Regions from separate parts of the Hordeum vulgare genome. Here region 2 is linked to region 1. Evidence: chromatin contacts called from public Hi-C data. All regions are on one chromosome and are shown on one strand. The core of a region is the stretch at or near the end of the contact, and the rest is flanking DNA. Distances in the headings are between cores, read along the strand shown. Region 1 has its middle 210 kb from the start of LOC123425633. Region 2 overlaps LOC123425633 (ribosome-recycling factor, chloroplastic).

Region 1 (7,780 bases), core at 1,770-4,269:
GCGAGGCTTGTAGCAAAAGGGTTCACGCAGAGACCCGACATCAAATTATGGTGTAACATACACTCCTGGTATGAGTGGAATTAAGTTTCGATAATAAATATCATTGGCAGTACAAATAATATTATCCATGCAGTTAATGGATGTAGTAACTACATACTCATATGAGTTACTCGTTTTGGAAATTTATAAAGAAGTCCCTGATGGGCTTACAATTCCAAATCCAAAATAAATCGCAACATATTTGTGTAAAATTTCAGAAGTCACTCTATGGCTCAAAATAGTCGGAAATCATATGGTACTACCGACTAAATGATTTTCTTCTTCCGAAGGATTACTCAATGATGATTGTTTATGTGTTAACAAAGGAATACCAAATTTGAATTCCTTATATCACCTCAGTGTATATCAATGATTTCATCATCAATATCTCTACAAGACCTAAACATACACAAAATCATCTCAAGACGGAAAATTTGGTTTCAACCAAAATTAGCTAAAATTTACAACCTGAGCATCCTCTCAAGAAATACATATCAGTCTACATATATCCAAAACATATACGAGAAGTTCTATTTGGATATATCATATCAATAAATGATATGTATGGTCATACAACCCTAATAGGATACAAATCCATCCATACCTAGGGGTGATAATGAAGTGATATCAGGACCTAAAGTTCTATATCTCACTAATGTCAAAGCACTTATATAATTGCAAAATATGTGAGGCCTCACACTATATTTGCTATCTTATTCGGAGTGCAACCCCAAACAAAAGGTATATGGTTGATATAAGTACTATCATCTCATATCTGAAGATTAGAGTAAATCTTGAATATTTCCATCAGGAAATAGAAAATATGACCATGATATGATGTAATGATATTGGCTCTTTATTTGATCCCAACGACGCCATATAAATGACTGAATTTGCTGGAATAGCCTTGACATGAAGTCATATAAATGGATTTTAATGGTTATTTCCACTTATCATTCTGACATAATTGATTTATCCTAAAGCATTGCAAAAATATGTATGGCTTGGCAGAATGATTAACCATACTCAAAATCGTGTGGTTGAGATTCATCAGAATCACATTACTTGATTTATCAATATACTTCCACTTGTGTTACTCAATACCTGCAGGTTATATGAAGAACAATATCATAAATCACATTGCTCATAAATTACTTATCCTCTGGATTATAGAAAGTTGAGGAAATAATTTGCAAACAAAATATTGTGATAATCCAACAGATTATACACAATCTCATGTTCGTGTCAATGGCATTGGTATGAGACATACTCCATATTTGCAAAGTTCAGGGGGAGTAATCTCCCAGACTATAACCTATTAACAATCATCAAATTGCATATATTGTACTCTTTTTCCCTTGATGAGTTTTTCCTAACGGTTTCTCATAAAAGGTTTTTAATGAGATAATATAAACACAAGTATCTATATATGCCATATCATTTTCTCGTTATATTTTTCCCACTGGGTTTTAAAGGAGTTTTCAATGACATGTACGATTGCACTCTTTTCCCTTATGAGTTTTCTCTCAAGTTTCTCATAATGGTTTTTAGTGAGGCAATATCTTCTCAAAGATCATATGTCATACTTTCTATTTTCCCTATCGGGTTTTTTCAAGGAAGTACTCAAGAAATATTAATTGTTCTCTAAACTTATCAATGAGTTTTCTCCTTCTTCAAAGGTTTTTCTCATATTAGTTATCAAGAGACAATAATCATTATATGTTGCATCATTTTCTTCTTATTTTTCCCATTGGGTTTAAAGGAGTTTCAGCAACGTATCTACATTATTTTCCTCATATTTTTTCCACAAGGTTTTTGGAGGAGTATTTCTCAATATAAAGATGATGAACAATCTCAAGGCAAACATACTAAAGGAGTCTTTATCAAGATGGTGCATATAACCGAAGATAAGCATAGATTAGGGGGAGTGTTAAGGATTAATTATAATCCTAATAATCCATGCTTAACAACCGCCTTTGTGGCGTCCTTTGTAAGGGTCGCGTCTGTTCAACGCGTCCCCTCACCTTATATATATAGCCTTGTGTGTCATCAATAAAGAGATCTAGTTCATTCCAATCGCTTCTCTCTCTCTTTTACTATAACATTAACCATGCTCTTAAGATGACGTGGTTGTGTCGTGGTCGCGCCGTATCGATGGTTCTCTACCTCTCACCGCCAAAAAAAAATTGTTCTCTACCTGTACCCAGAAAAGGATGAGAAGCTACATCGAAGGTACATCGATACCAGCAGCGCGAACCACTTCCGCCTCCACGTTCGCAAAAGGAAAGTGGAAAAGACGAGCAGATTTCGTCCCTTCCGGGCGTCGTAGTCATCCACTCATCGTGTATCAGTGGCATTCTTTAGACAATCGTTTATTACACGTCACTTTGGGTGCCTTATTATAAAATTCATTCAAAAACGTCGAACGGCCTCTTGGCCCTATGTACCGCTAGCTGTGTTTCACTGTCGTCACGTTTGATACTAGAGAATTGTTTGGACGGACACCCGTGGTTCAATGGATCTTTCCGTGAATGAGGCAACGCCTTCTCTTTCCCCGGTAGCGCAGCCGCTCATGCTGTGCTTACCAGGCTACAAAATGTAGAAAGGTGAAACGGCCGCATTGCTTTCGTTCTCTCACGAGAGAGAATAAAAGGTGCCGTGTGAGCCATTGCGCGCCGTTCTGGGGACGTCGACATATGCCTGTCCCTTGGTCCGGGCGGATGGATGACGAGAGGAGGAGCGGCGGTTGTGCAGCATGCACTATCTGCTGGCCTGTGTACGGTAAATAAGTGAGTGGTACTGTCACTACTCGACGGCCACGTTGTCCACCACAGCCCCGACCCACCTGACCTCTTGTAAAGAGAAAAGAGACCTCACGGCACCGGTGCGCCAGTACGCGGCGGAGGTGGAGAGTGGTACCGGAGTACTGGACAGCGGGACGCCTCCGGAGAGTGGTACCGGAGTACTGGACAGCGGGACGCGGCTACGAGCTCCTCCTCCTACCACCACACTCACCTCCCAACCGAACGACGACGGGACCCGGCTCGTATCGGCGGGACAACAGATCGAGACGACGTGTCGGTCCCCAGTGCGCCGGACCCATCTTCTCCTGTGCCACGGCCTATGTTGTGTAGCAGCTTCCGAGTTCGAGACACAGGGTAGGGCACACACCGCTATTTCTGGTAAGCAGTTAGCTTACCTTCCTACGGGACACGACACCACCATTGCTAATGGAAAATGACCAGCATGATTGCACGAATGTGCCGGGCCCGTTGAGACGAGAGACGCCGACAGGCGCCAGAGCGAGAGTATATATAGAACTAGAAGCAACCTAGGCCAAACGAGAACACAGTTTAGTAATGCCTGTCTTCTTGATCGTTGCCGGTGACGACGGTGACCTCCATTACTGAGAGCTGGTACTTTTGTCGTGGGTTCACCATGTGTGTTCATATCATCGCCTTCTTCGTCTCCTCTTTCAAGTTTCAACTACTACTGGCTTGCATGTACTTTGCGTCTCATGTAGAGTAATTCGGCCAGCAATTTGCAGCTTCGGTGTTTCATTTTGCCCCGGTAGCTACTAGCTAGGCTCAAGCCTTTCAGTTCAGGTGGTAGGCATGCTATACATTTACTGCTAGCTAGTCTGCTATAGCCACAACCTATTGAAAGCTGGCCAGATTCTGCCTATATCCCATTTATTTTTGGAGAAGGCAGGTAGGCATTGAAGCCTGTCACGAGCCCGTACGCCTTGCAGCTGCTGTGAATATTCTGCGTGTTGACTGAAGGCCAGCAGCAATTACAGTGCTGCTGTGAGCAGTGCGCTAGAGCAGGCGGAGTGCCTCCGTTGTTGCAGTGAGCGGCGAGTGGGGGAGAACACTGACGTGTCACCGGAATATGGCCACTTAGTGGGTTCCGCTTCTCGTCGGACCCATGCTTCGTTGGCGAATGCAATGCGTACCATATCAGGCTGCAGGTGGGACAGCAGGTTAGTTTTCCATCACAAACCCGTTTGGTCCCACCGCTCTTTGCTGAAATGCAATAGCAACTCCAACGGGGCGACAATTTCGTCCGTCGCCGTTCATTTGGATCAACGCGGATAAAAATGATGGCCCAATGAGCCTATCCATTGTCAAAACGCGTCCTTTTCGTGTCCGCGCCGACCCATTTCTGGTTCAAATTTGGGACCGAAATGCGTCGGCGCGTACGCGCGCCCGCCCCCTCGGTGTCCGCCCCCAACCACCGTCCTCGGGCGTACGCGTCGGCGACTGTGGCCGGCCTTTTTTAATCCGAGCGTGCGGTGGGTTTCGCCATCTGCTTTCAGAAGCCCGCCCGTCCACATCTCGCCACCCCTTTGTTTCCTCGTCGACGACCCAACAGCCATGGACAACGGCGACAACCTCGTCGTCTATGCCATTGCCATGCTGCGAGAGGAGGTCGTCCACCTGCAAGCTAAGAGGGCGATGCACCAGGCGCACCAGCACGCCCGTGCTACGCTCGACTTCTTCCCGAACACCCTCGTCGTCCAGGCCAGCGCGCTTCTTCCAGAAAAGGCCGCCTACCTTGAAGCTCAGATGGCGATGCACCAGACACGCGAGCGTGCCCGTGCTGCTGCGCCACCACCGACACCAGCACCACCCGCGTCGGCAGAACCCGGCCACGCTCCGGCACAACCCGACCTCGCGCCCGCGCTGACACAACCCGTCCCCGCTCCGGCACAGCCCGACCTCGACGTCGTCGCCAAGGACGCCTAGTTTTTTTTTTCTTATTTTTCATTAATAATGTAATGCGTGGACTCTCATCGGCCTCCGTGGCCGACTTTTTTTAATGTTTAAGCGGACATTTTCATTAATAATTATGCATGTTTGATGCACGCTGGCGAAAATGGGTCGAGCTAGCGTTGGACGCATGCGCCGATCCAAACGTCGAAGCGGACGTTTGTGTCTGCCTGGCTGACCCTAACGGACAAAAGGCGGATAAAATCGCCGTCCGTTTGGGTCGGCCCGTTGGAGTTGCCCTAATAAAAAGCCCATTAAGGCTTTGATCGGTTGTTGGGGTTTCCTTCCTAACATGTAATCAACACCTCCACGGATTTGATGAATCCCCTCATGTCATCAATCCCCGGCCAACCCCTTCCCCACTGATTCTCACAATCCCTTTGTCTTAAATTCTTTTAGGATACACCCTTTCATGTGCAACACTTGTCATTGAAAAATCTAGCGTAACTACAAGAAGCTAGCTCAACACAGTACCGGTTAACACTTTGCCACTGAAAATTGGCCCGATCTATCTCAACAGAGTAGCAGTTTTCATGAAGCAAAAACACATGCTGGTTTTAGGGTTCAGCAATCACACCTGATTCTACTCATGAACAAAATAGTTAATGCTGAATTTTTTAAGTGTGTGCACTTGCTAGCAGCCACGACGACGACAACAAACAAGTCATATCTCTTGCAATCGCTCATGGTGTCATCAAATTACATATGGGACATGACACCATGGTGTCAAGTTAGAGCACATCGTCTCAATGACTGTCCTATCGGCGTCCAACAGTGGTTCCTAGCCAAACATTTGATAGGCCAGACGGAACGTGTCCATTCAGTGCTGGTAATGCTGGTCATGAATTCCTCCATAAACATGGCCACTACGCATGAACTCTTCATTCCTGCATAAATACGACACCAAAGATTGCTAGCAGTACATCAAAACTATAAATGCAAAGAACAATTTAGAAATTGACACAAGTAAACATGGTAAGAACTAAGAAGCATGTCATGGGCTTCTCACATAAAAGAAAGAACCATTGGTCTACAGCGAGTGACATGAAAGAAAGTAAACTCGAAGTTGAAAGAATGTAAGGGTAACCAACTTTTTCTCCTTGTTAGCTTAAAATGGTTCTTTCTATCTAGATGACCTGGATATTAACATAAAAAAGTATAATATAGTTGCAAGATATATACAGAATTATACGGTAAAAACTAAAAGCATATGCATTGAGCCGGGCACATAAAATTAGAGTATGTGCTTATAGTCATCAAACAACAACAGCACCACCATCAAAGGCATCAACAAATAATGACATGTCTTCACTAGGAACCTTTAAACTAGATTAACGACGACAATAATTAGTGGATCAACTAGTATCAATACCAGCATGCCCGTTCGGTATTATGAAATCTAGTGGACACCAATGGATGCACACACTACACATATTCTGAATGCTCAATACAAGTAGGCATGCAAGTAGTTACAAGGGGATTCTTGCATATTCCAGATGTTCTTGCAAGGAAATAAAAAAACACGGGAGCTTCATGTGAGTACCTCAGTTATTCCATTTCAGTTCTCAGCCACATAAGAGCACTCTCCGGTCTGGCAATCATGAAAATCTTATGTCAGACACCAATTTTTTGCGTCGAAGATAACCAACCAAAGATCTGAAAATATGAGGTTCCACCCTAAATGCTACCGGGTAGTTTTTGATGTGTCCTTTGAGTAACTCATTAACAAACATCTCGCCTGTTAGCAACGACGTATGACGCCGGATCTTCGGATCCCTACTAGCAACTCCACCGATCTCCATCAAATGTAGTGCAGGGAAAAGAAATAACACCATTTCGTCATCCTCCTCCTCCCTCTTCCTAATGCAATCCCTCTTATCTCAATCCATTTTATGACTAAGGAAGAAAAAGGTCACTAGTTATTACTACTACAACAATAATAGTGCAAGGTGTGCAAACAAATGTCCATGCAAAAGTAACTAATAGTAATAGTAATACGTAGGAGTACATTGGTACATACAACAATCACTAATCAACAGATGATATTACTGGATTGTTCCTTCGGGGTCATCATGTTTTTTTAATTAAGACAAGACCTAACCATCTAGGATTCTATCCTTTGTGTAATGACATAGGAAATATAAGTGAAAGAAAATCTGAACACTACACACCACACCATGGAAGCTAGCAGAGTTTGTACATGTACAAAATCAGTCCCAAAATCACCGGACCGGCAAGAGGGACAACAAGGTGACATTTTTACCTCCGTGTGGGCGTTGGCCTTGCAAGTCCGGTCGAGATCCTGCCCTCACCTCCTCGCTTCAGCCGTCTCCTCACCTCCTCGCTTCAGCCGTCTCCTCCTCTCCTCCTGGTCTTGTTCTCTCCCCTTCTGGATCAAATGGGAGCTCTGTTCTGCACGGATCTGGCAGAGAAACACAGCCGGTGTCAGCTCTGGTCGATTTAGGCACGGATCTGGCCGAGAAACGCACGCGATGTGGAGTACTTACCTCTGGTAGATTCATGGATGACGAATGGAGAACGCTCGTGGAAGGCTGGCACTTCCTTGTTCCTGCCGATGCCGTGCCCTCCGTCCCCGCGGCCGGCACCTTCGCCGTCGTCGTTGTCGCCTAGGGTTCGCGAGAGGAGAGGAGCGACTTCTGTTTTTTGGGAGTAGAGGCGGGGGTTGATTCCACGGGAGGAGAGGTGGGGGTTGATTCCCCGCTGAAACCCGACGGTTTTGGAAGGGATCGGACGGGATGTAACCCTTGTCGGGGTTAACCGAAGAGAGTTAACGAGCTCACATGGATTTAACCCCGGTCGGGGCAAAACCCCGGGGTTTGACCGGGTTTCGGCTTCGATCCCGGTGGGGGTGGGTGTAACCGAACGAAGCCTAAAATTTTGATGGGATAAGTGAGATTCCACCTCATAATCTTATATAAATATGAAACAAAGGAATTAACACAAAATCT
Region 2 (7,780 bases), core at 2,205-4,704, 200 kb before region 1:
GTGGATTCGAAACAATGTGTGATAGCCTTGACTTTTTTTTTTCAGGTTGCTATCAGAAACATAAGACGAGACGCAATCAAAGCCTATGATAAGCTAGAGAAGGTTTGCTCTTTTCAGCTGGTACTAGTTCATTGAGGCTCCTTTGCCCTAAAATTAACATCTTGCACTTGTATACATAGGAAAAGAAACTTTCTGAAGATAATGTGAAGGATTTATCAGCCGATCTACAAGTGAGGACACACACGTCCATGTACCCCTGTAGTAGTACAGAGATGCATCAGGGACTAAGACTAACTTCTTGTACAAATTCTACAGAAAATCACAGACGAGTACATGAAAAAGGTTGAAGCCATCCAAAAGCAGAAGGAACAGGTACTTGGGTCCATAAGATGGTCCTGCTTATCGCTTCAATGTTACTCCTGTCTTTAGATAATGGTTAATTCAACGCAATTAGTATGATATGAATGAGTAAAAAAAAAGGGCTTTGCTTGATGCCAAAGAAGTTATTATTCATCATCGCTCGAGAACCATGGAAAGATAAACAAAATCTTATCAATTTTCCCTTTTCAGGAGCTGAGCAAGGTTTAGATCCCGCCCCCGACTGAACAAAAACTGGTGAGTCGCATTTCGTCCTGTCAAGTACCTTGGCTGTGTTGAAGAAACTGACGTATCAGCAACCAACACATTTGTTGGGTTATCACAGAACTACAGCAGTAGTTATTTCAACAAATTAGCACCTAACATGTGAGATTTCGTAGGCCACAAGATTTCTGAAGCCTTCTTGTCATCGGATGGTTGCCACTGCGCTGTGCGATCACTCCTTGGGTTGGACTCTTGCTAAGACTGATGGATGCAAAGTGCAGACCTCGTTTCCCTTTTGTAATTAGGCCTCCGCCGACTTCCTGTCCGACTGCTATTGTCAATATTTCTCTTCGCCACATCTATGATGTGCACTCTAAAAGTCTCAGTTTCCTTTGCTAATTATACACCCTGGGCTGGGCTCCACTGCAATCGGGTGCTACAAATTGGGCAAGTTCTTTTTCATGTTTCAGAGATTGAAACGAGGCTCCTTTACTACTTTTTTGAAACATGGCGCTTTATTGATTAAATCACATCATTACAAAGTTCTTCCCGCAAACACTCCGGGACAACATCAAAGTAAAAATTACAGGAAGAAAGCATACTTCTACGAGCTAAAACATGCGCCATAACATTTGAACTTCGCCCAACATGCTTGAACGAACAGATGTCGAACTCTGAAGCAAGGCGTTTGATATCGCCGACCACAGAGCCGACAAGAGATCGATCCATAGAAGAGGACCGTATCCTTTGAATCAGCGTCAGGCAGTCCGATGCCATGGAAATGCACCTGAAACCATTGTCTCTTGAGACCTCGAGAGCACGTCGAGCAGCCATCGCTTCGGCGAGTTCCGGAGCCACAATTCCTGCTATTCCTTCGTTGCAAGCCATCATGAAAGAGCCATGATGGTCACGCATCAGCGCACCCCATCCCATGCGATTCTCGGCTTGAAAAACAGCAGCATCGACATGAAGACAAATGTGCCCGGCTGGTGGTGGCGTCCACACTGGAGGTGAAGAGGAAGCACACCTGTTGGCCTTTGGTTGCGGGAAACAATGCTGAACTATATTGTCCACATAAGCCTTGATCTTGCTAGCCACGCGAGACGGATGGAGGAGATCATGCCCATTCCTAGCATCATTTCTAGCCTCCCACACATGCCAGCAAGTAACCGCCAGGGTGGTCAATTGGATTTGCGACGATCTGTGCAGGAAATCAAAGATCCATTGTCGCATATCAGAGAAGGACCTCTTACCCAGCTTGACAGGAATATCTTCTTTCACGGCATCCCAAACTGAAGCGGTGAAGGGGCAGAAGAGAAACGTATGCTCCACAGTTTCAGTGCGTCCACAGAAAACACATCTATCATCAGCCGGTATCTTGCGATGCTTCAGTTGAGTACCGGTCGGGAGACAGTCGTGGGACATACGCCAAAGAACAACTTTCATTTTATTGGGGGAATTAATGGCCCAAAGAGATTTCCATGATCTCGTTTGATCACCCAAATCAGAGGCCTCACCATGACCCTTGGCAGCACGTTTGCAGAAGAAAGTCTCCATGCGTGCAAAGTTGTAGGCTACTTTACTACTGTGCCTTTGACACGATAGGCCGGCCACCGGCTATTGCCAGTGGATCATGGGCCCCATGTTGAAAATATCCACGTCGGCGACGATGACTGGCAGCCCGACACGTCCCTTGCCGACAACGACCAGGCTGCGATAATTACGGACGCTGGTGCGGCCCCACGGAAGGACGGGCCGGACTCGTGTGCCAGTGGTAGGGCCAACAATCGGCGGGTGGTCCCGGCGCACAGTACGTCCCATTCCTGTGTTCTCCACTAGGATTGAGTGATGGTGACTCCGGTGGGCAAAGTATTCATTGCCGGCATGGACCGGTAAACATTTTGAATGCTGTGCCACTGATGGAGTAGGATATCACCTCATGTGTCCATCACTTATCACTTCAACGCTAGGAGAAGCGGCGATTAGCAAATTATTACGCGATTCCTTTGATTTCCATGGTTGTATTCCTTTTCGTAAGGTTAGGGAAATGACCATTTGATTAGACGGTGGTAATATGCTGGAGTACTGAACATCTTTTACTAGCAGCACTTGGGATAAAAGTCGGAGGAGTGCGTGGGTTCGGCGCAAGCTAGGAAAAACACGTCAAAGCCCATCAGAAGTGGAACCGATCACCCAAGGGAAGATGCGCAGCAACCAACCAAGGAAAACGATAATATTACAGACCATCAAACTTTGAGGGGACAAGAACGAGAACACGGCGCAAGTTAGAAGGAGGCATTCAACCAACAGAGACGCACAAGGAGAATCAAAAAGAAAACCAACAAAAACGCACCGGCCGGGCGCGGCAATGGAAGGCAGCAAGTCGATGTCTGCGGTGGCCGCTCCCCGCCGTCGTCAGCTCGCTTCCGTCGCCGATCTCCCGGGCAGCGGCAGGGTAGGCGGCGACCTGACGTTTCAAGCGCAGTGACGATGGCAAAGGAGAGTGAGGAGAAAGCCACCCTTGTCGCCGTGGTATTCCTCGGCTCTCGTCGTGGTTTCAGAGCGAGCACGCAGCGCGGCGCCGCGCCCTGCCTTTGTACTGTCCCTCGGGTTGACTATACCATACCGCCTGCACATGCCAGTGCAGCGGCACATCACGTCAACCACTGTACTAGTCGGAGCAGCGGTAGTACTGGTGGATTTGGGGAGGGGTGAAAAAGCTAGCAGGTCCCACGCTTCCATGGCCCGTCATCTGCCGCCTATTCATGCGGACCCACCCTGAAAATATTTACTCGCCGAGTAGTACAGCGACAAGCGGCCCACAGTCTGCCACTACGTGTGGGACCCAGGGTACATGAAAGACGTGGGACCCCCTGGAGGAGGAGGAGGAGGAGCACAGCAGAACTATACGGACACGGCATCGGGTCGGGCGTGGCCCCAACCGTACGTGGACCCCGGTGGGCACGGAAAGCAGATTGGACCGCGGCGCAGGGCCCGCGGCTATCCCTGTCGCGATGAGATCTCGGGCTCTAGACGTGGACCGTGCACTCGCTAGCCATAGCGGTGATATCTTAGCCATATAGTGGTACAAAGTATTCAGGAGTAACAAATATGTTGATGTAACAGAGAATTAAAGAAAAAAAAAAGATTAAAGTAACATAGATAGATAGATATCGTACCATGTTAAATACAATGCTACTTTGTGTCATGCATCATAAAAATAGTTTCATACAATAATATCATATACATAATACTGATATTTGTTACTCCCCGGTATAACCAGGCTCAGCGGTTCAGCCAGGAGCCCAGGATCGCGAGCCTTCGGAGGATGTGGATTGGTCCATCGGGGAAAGGATATGGTAGCTCGGTACTCGTGTGTTCCGGATTTAGGTCAACAAAATAATTTTCTTTTCATTTTTACGGTCAACGACGTATTCTTTAACCCCATGTAAAGAAATCCGCATATGAAAATCAAGACATTCTTCTTCAGATATTTTAAGATATCCGCTGACATCCAGCATGGAATGCGCAATGGATAAAGACTAGAGAATAAAAAATTCAAGTGTTTGCTGATCTTCATTAAATACTCTCTCAATCCAAAAATACTTAACGAACAAATGAATTGAATTGAAAGTATCCAAAACTAAAACACCTCTAAATACATCTATTTATTGACAAGTATTTTTGAACGAACAACATATGTATTTTAATATTGGGTTGGACAAGGTTTAAAGTCGCGCATTTTATTGATTTTTTAGTTTGATCATTGTTGTTTACTCATGCGTTCCTTATGACTATGAGGTGTCAATAATGACTTCATCAATCTTAAGATGTTGTACACATTAAGGTGTGTTGTGAAATCCTCCACCTCCAAACTTCTCTAATTCTCACCCCGAAGCGAACCCGAATGCCATAGCTCCACGAAGCTGAAATCGAGGAAGTTGTCGTGGGTTGTCGTTCGTTTTTCCGAAGCGAGACTTTCCCGGCTTCACGTTTTGGTGAATCCGGAGTTTGGATTATTTACGGCCATAATACCATCGCCCAAAAAAATGTTTCGATTAGCTCCTCCCTCAATCTCGCATGCACCCTCACGCTCACATCTCCCATTTCCTTTGTTTCTCCTCTTGAACCCTCACCGTGATGCTACCGTCGTCATGCCTGATTGCCCCATCACCGGCCAGATCCTCGCCTCCGCCTACAGATTCGGTCGCCCAAGGTTGTTTCCCTCCGGATCTCATCATCATTGCCGCCCTTCGCGCCTTTTGCAAGGAACTGCGACCCCATGGCTCTAGTTAGCCCCGACGCCATTGACGCCCGAAAGACCCTCGGTGCCAGGAGCAGTACCAAGAAGATCCCACCCCAAGCCCAAATCACAAGGTGAGCTACTCCCCTTCTCTTCTTCCCGAGCTAGGAGCATCACCACGCTCATGTTGTTACTACTGTACATGCCGCACTCCGACGTGATGTCCGTCGAGCCGCTGCCTGTGTGCAGTTCCGCCCAAGATGGGCTCTGAATGGACATGGATGTCGCCTAGAGGGGGTGAATATGCGCTTTAAAATAATTACTGTTAGGCTTGAACAAATGCAGAATAAAAGTAACGTTTAATCAGTCAAGCACAAAACCTAAAACAACTAGGTTCACCCATGTGCACCAACAACTTATGCTGAGCAAGATAAGCAACTAAGTAATAACAAGATATATAACATGATACAATATGGCTATCACAAAGTAAAGTGCATAAGTAAAGGGCTTGGATAAGAGATAACCGAGGCATGAGGGGAAGATGATATATCCCGAAGTTCACACCCTTGCGGATGCTAATCTCCGTTTGTAGCGGTGTGGAGGCATAATGCTCCCCAAGAAGCCACTAGGGCCACCGTAACATCCTCACGTCCTCGCACAATGCAAGATGTCGTGATTCCACTAAGGGGCCCTTGAGGGCGGTCATCGAACACGTACAAATTGTAACCCTTGGGGCGGTTACCGAATCCGTACACTTTAGCAACCCTTGGGGACGGTCACCGGAACCCGTACAAATTGCTTGGGGCAATCTCCACAACCTAATTGGAGACCCCGATGCTTGCCCGGAGCTTTACACCATAATGATTGAGCCCCGAGGCACCACCAACCGTCTAGGACGCCAAAGCACCCAAGAAGATCAAGATCGAGGATACCAAGCACCCAAGAAGATCAAGCTCTAGGATACCAAGCACCCAAGAGTAATAAACTTCTCAATTTTTCAATTCCATGTATCATCGTAGAGAACTCAATCCGATGCAACTAATGCAATGGCAAGAACACAAAAAGTGGTCAAGTCCCTCATACTCAAACCCCACCATAACTACAAAAGCTATGGAGGAGTATGAGAGGAAGAACAAGGAGCTCACAAAGATCTCCAAGACCTAGATCCAAGGGGTACTCCTCACATAGAGGAGAAAGTGATTGATGGAAATGTAGATCTAGATCTCCTTTCTCTTTTCCCTCAAGAACTAGCAAGAATCATTGAAGGGATTGAGAGTTAGCAAGATCGAAGAAGGTCAACAATGGGGGCAAACACGAGCTCAAAAGATGAGAACCGTTGGGGAAGAAGACCTTGTCGGGCCCGTGGGACTAGGGGTACCTAGACTCATCTGCCTGCGATCCAAGAGCTTTATTCCTAAAGTATGCTTATGAGAAAGGACTTGATCCACAAGGTGATTTAGTCAATTGACATGAGCCTCAGGGGCTACTAGGATCGGCGGTTTTATGTTTTACTTCAGGTGCATCTCGGACTTTTGGCCGACACACACCTTGAGGGCTACTGGCTATACATCTCGGCATAGAATAACTTGCAAAAAATCAGCCCATGGCCAAGGTGGTGCCACACCTCGGAAGAAGTCCGACATAAAGCTCGGGTGTAAGTCGCTGGATCCATAGAGGGCATTGTGGGCATTAAGTTTGGCTAAATTCCTTCAACTTTTACAAAGACCGAGGTATTCTATGACACCTCGGATGCCGACCAGCGTTGGAGCTCGACTACAAAATAACACCTCTGATGCCGACTAGCGTTGGAGCTTGGCTGCAAAAAGATACCTCAGATGCAGTTCGGTGTTGGGGCTCGGACGCACGAGGACACCACCGCACGGGTGAAAGGTCGTGGATGTCACCTAGAGTGGGGGGGGTGAATATGCGCTTTAAAATAATTACGGTTTAGGCTTGAACAAATGCGGAATAAAACTAGCGTTTAATTTGTCAAGCACAAAACCTAAAACAACTAGGCTCACCTATGTGCACCAACAACTTATGCTAAGCAAGATAAACAACTAAGTGATAGCAAGATATATGACAAGAAACAATATGGCTATCACAAAGTAAAGTGCATAAGTAAAGGGTTTGGGTAAGAGATAACCGAGGGACGCGAAGACGATGATGTATCCTGAAGTTCACACCCTTGCGGATGCTAATCTCCGTTTAGAGCGGTGTGGAGGCACAATGCTCCCCAAGATGCCACTAAGGCCACCGTAATCTCCTCATGCCCTCGCACAATGCAAGATGTCGTGATTCCACTAAGGGGCCCTTGAGGGCGGTCACCGAACCCGTGCAAACAAGGTTGGGGAAATCTCCACAACTTAATTGGAGGCTCCCAACAACACCACAAAGCTTCACCACAATGGCATATGGCTTCGAGGTGACCACAAATGCTCGGGGCAATCTCTACAACTTAATTGGAGACCCCGACGCTTGACCGGAGCTTTACACCACAATGATTGAGCTCTAAGGCCACCAAGCTTCTAGGGGTACCAAGTACCCAAGGGTAATAAGCTTCTCAACTTCTCACTTCCACGTATCATCGTGGAGAACTCAAACCGATGCAACTAATGCAATGGCAAGAACACACGAAGTGGTCAAGTCCCTCACACTCAAATCCGTCCACAATAACAAAAGCTGTGGAGAAATATGAGAGGAAGAACAAGGAGCTCACAAAGAATTCCAAGATCAAGATCCAAGGGGTTCCCCTCACATAGAGGAGAAAGTGATTGGTGGAGATGCGGATCTAGATATCCAATTGTTACTACCGTGACTACCACCGCTGAGGCTGTAGATGCGAAGAAAGTCTGAGGGAGCGGTACTACCGCCCGAGAGCGGCAGTAAAAACTACTACCGCTCGAGGAGCGGTACTACCACTTGCACCAGGAGCGGTACTACCACTGGATACTG

Evidence for each region. A called contact is a pair of places that touch in the nucleus more often than the background predicts.
Region 2: a contact with region 1 is called in a Hi-C map of seedling, with 4 times the contacts expected there. The contact joins two enhancer-like sites. A contact is called at or near these places in 3 of 6 Hi-C or Micro-C datasets (leaf and seedling).

The regions. Positions count from the first base shown.
Region 1 is chr2H:153,900,205-153,907,984 of MorexV3_pseudomolecules_assembly, reverse strand. No RefSeq gene overlaps it. Among protein-coding and RNA genes, the nearest start is that of LOC123425633, 210 kb to the left of the region's middle. Within about 2 kb of position 3,019, at least 3 of the 3 cell types and tissues checked have open chromatin away from gene starts, as enhancers often do. A contact at or near this core is called in leaf and seedling, where this site is marked.
Region 2 is chr2H:154,100,650-154,108,429 of MorexV3_pseudomolecules_assembly, reverse strand. It overlaps LOC123425633 (ribosome-recycling factor, chloroplastic), which reads left to right. Exons shown (of 12, transcript XM_045109330.1): 8 at 46-102; 9 at 180-230; 10 at 316-372; 11 at 571-615; 12 at 759-981. The coding sequence ends at 588. Among protein-coding and RNA genes, the nearest start is that of LOC123425633, 7.7 kb to the left of the region's middle. Within about 2 kb of position 3,454, at least 3 of the 3 cell types and tissues checked have open chromatin away from gene starts, as enhancers often do. A contact at or near this core is called in leaf and seedling, where this site is marked.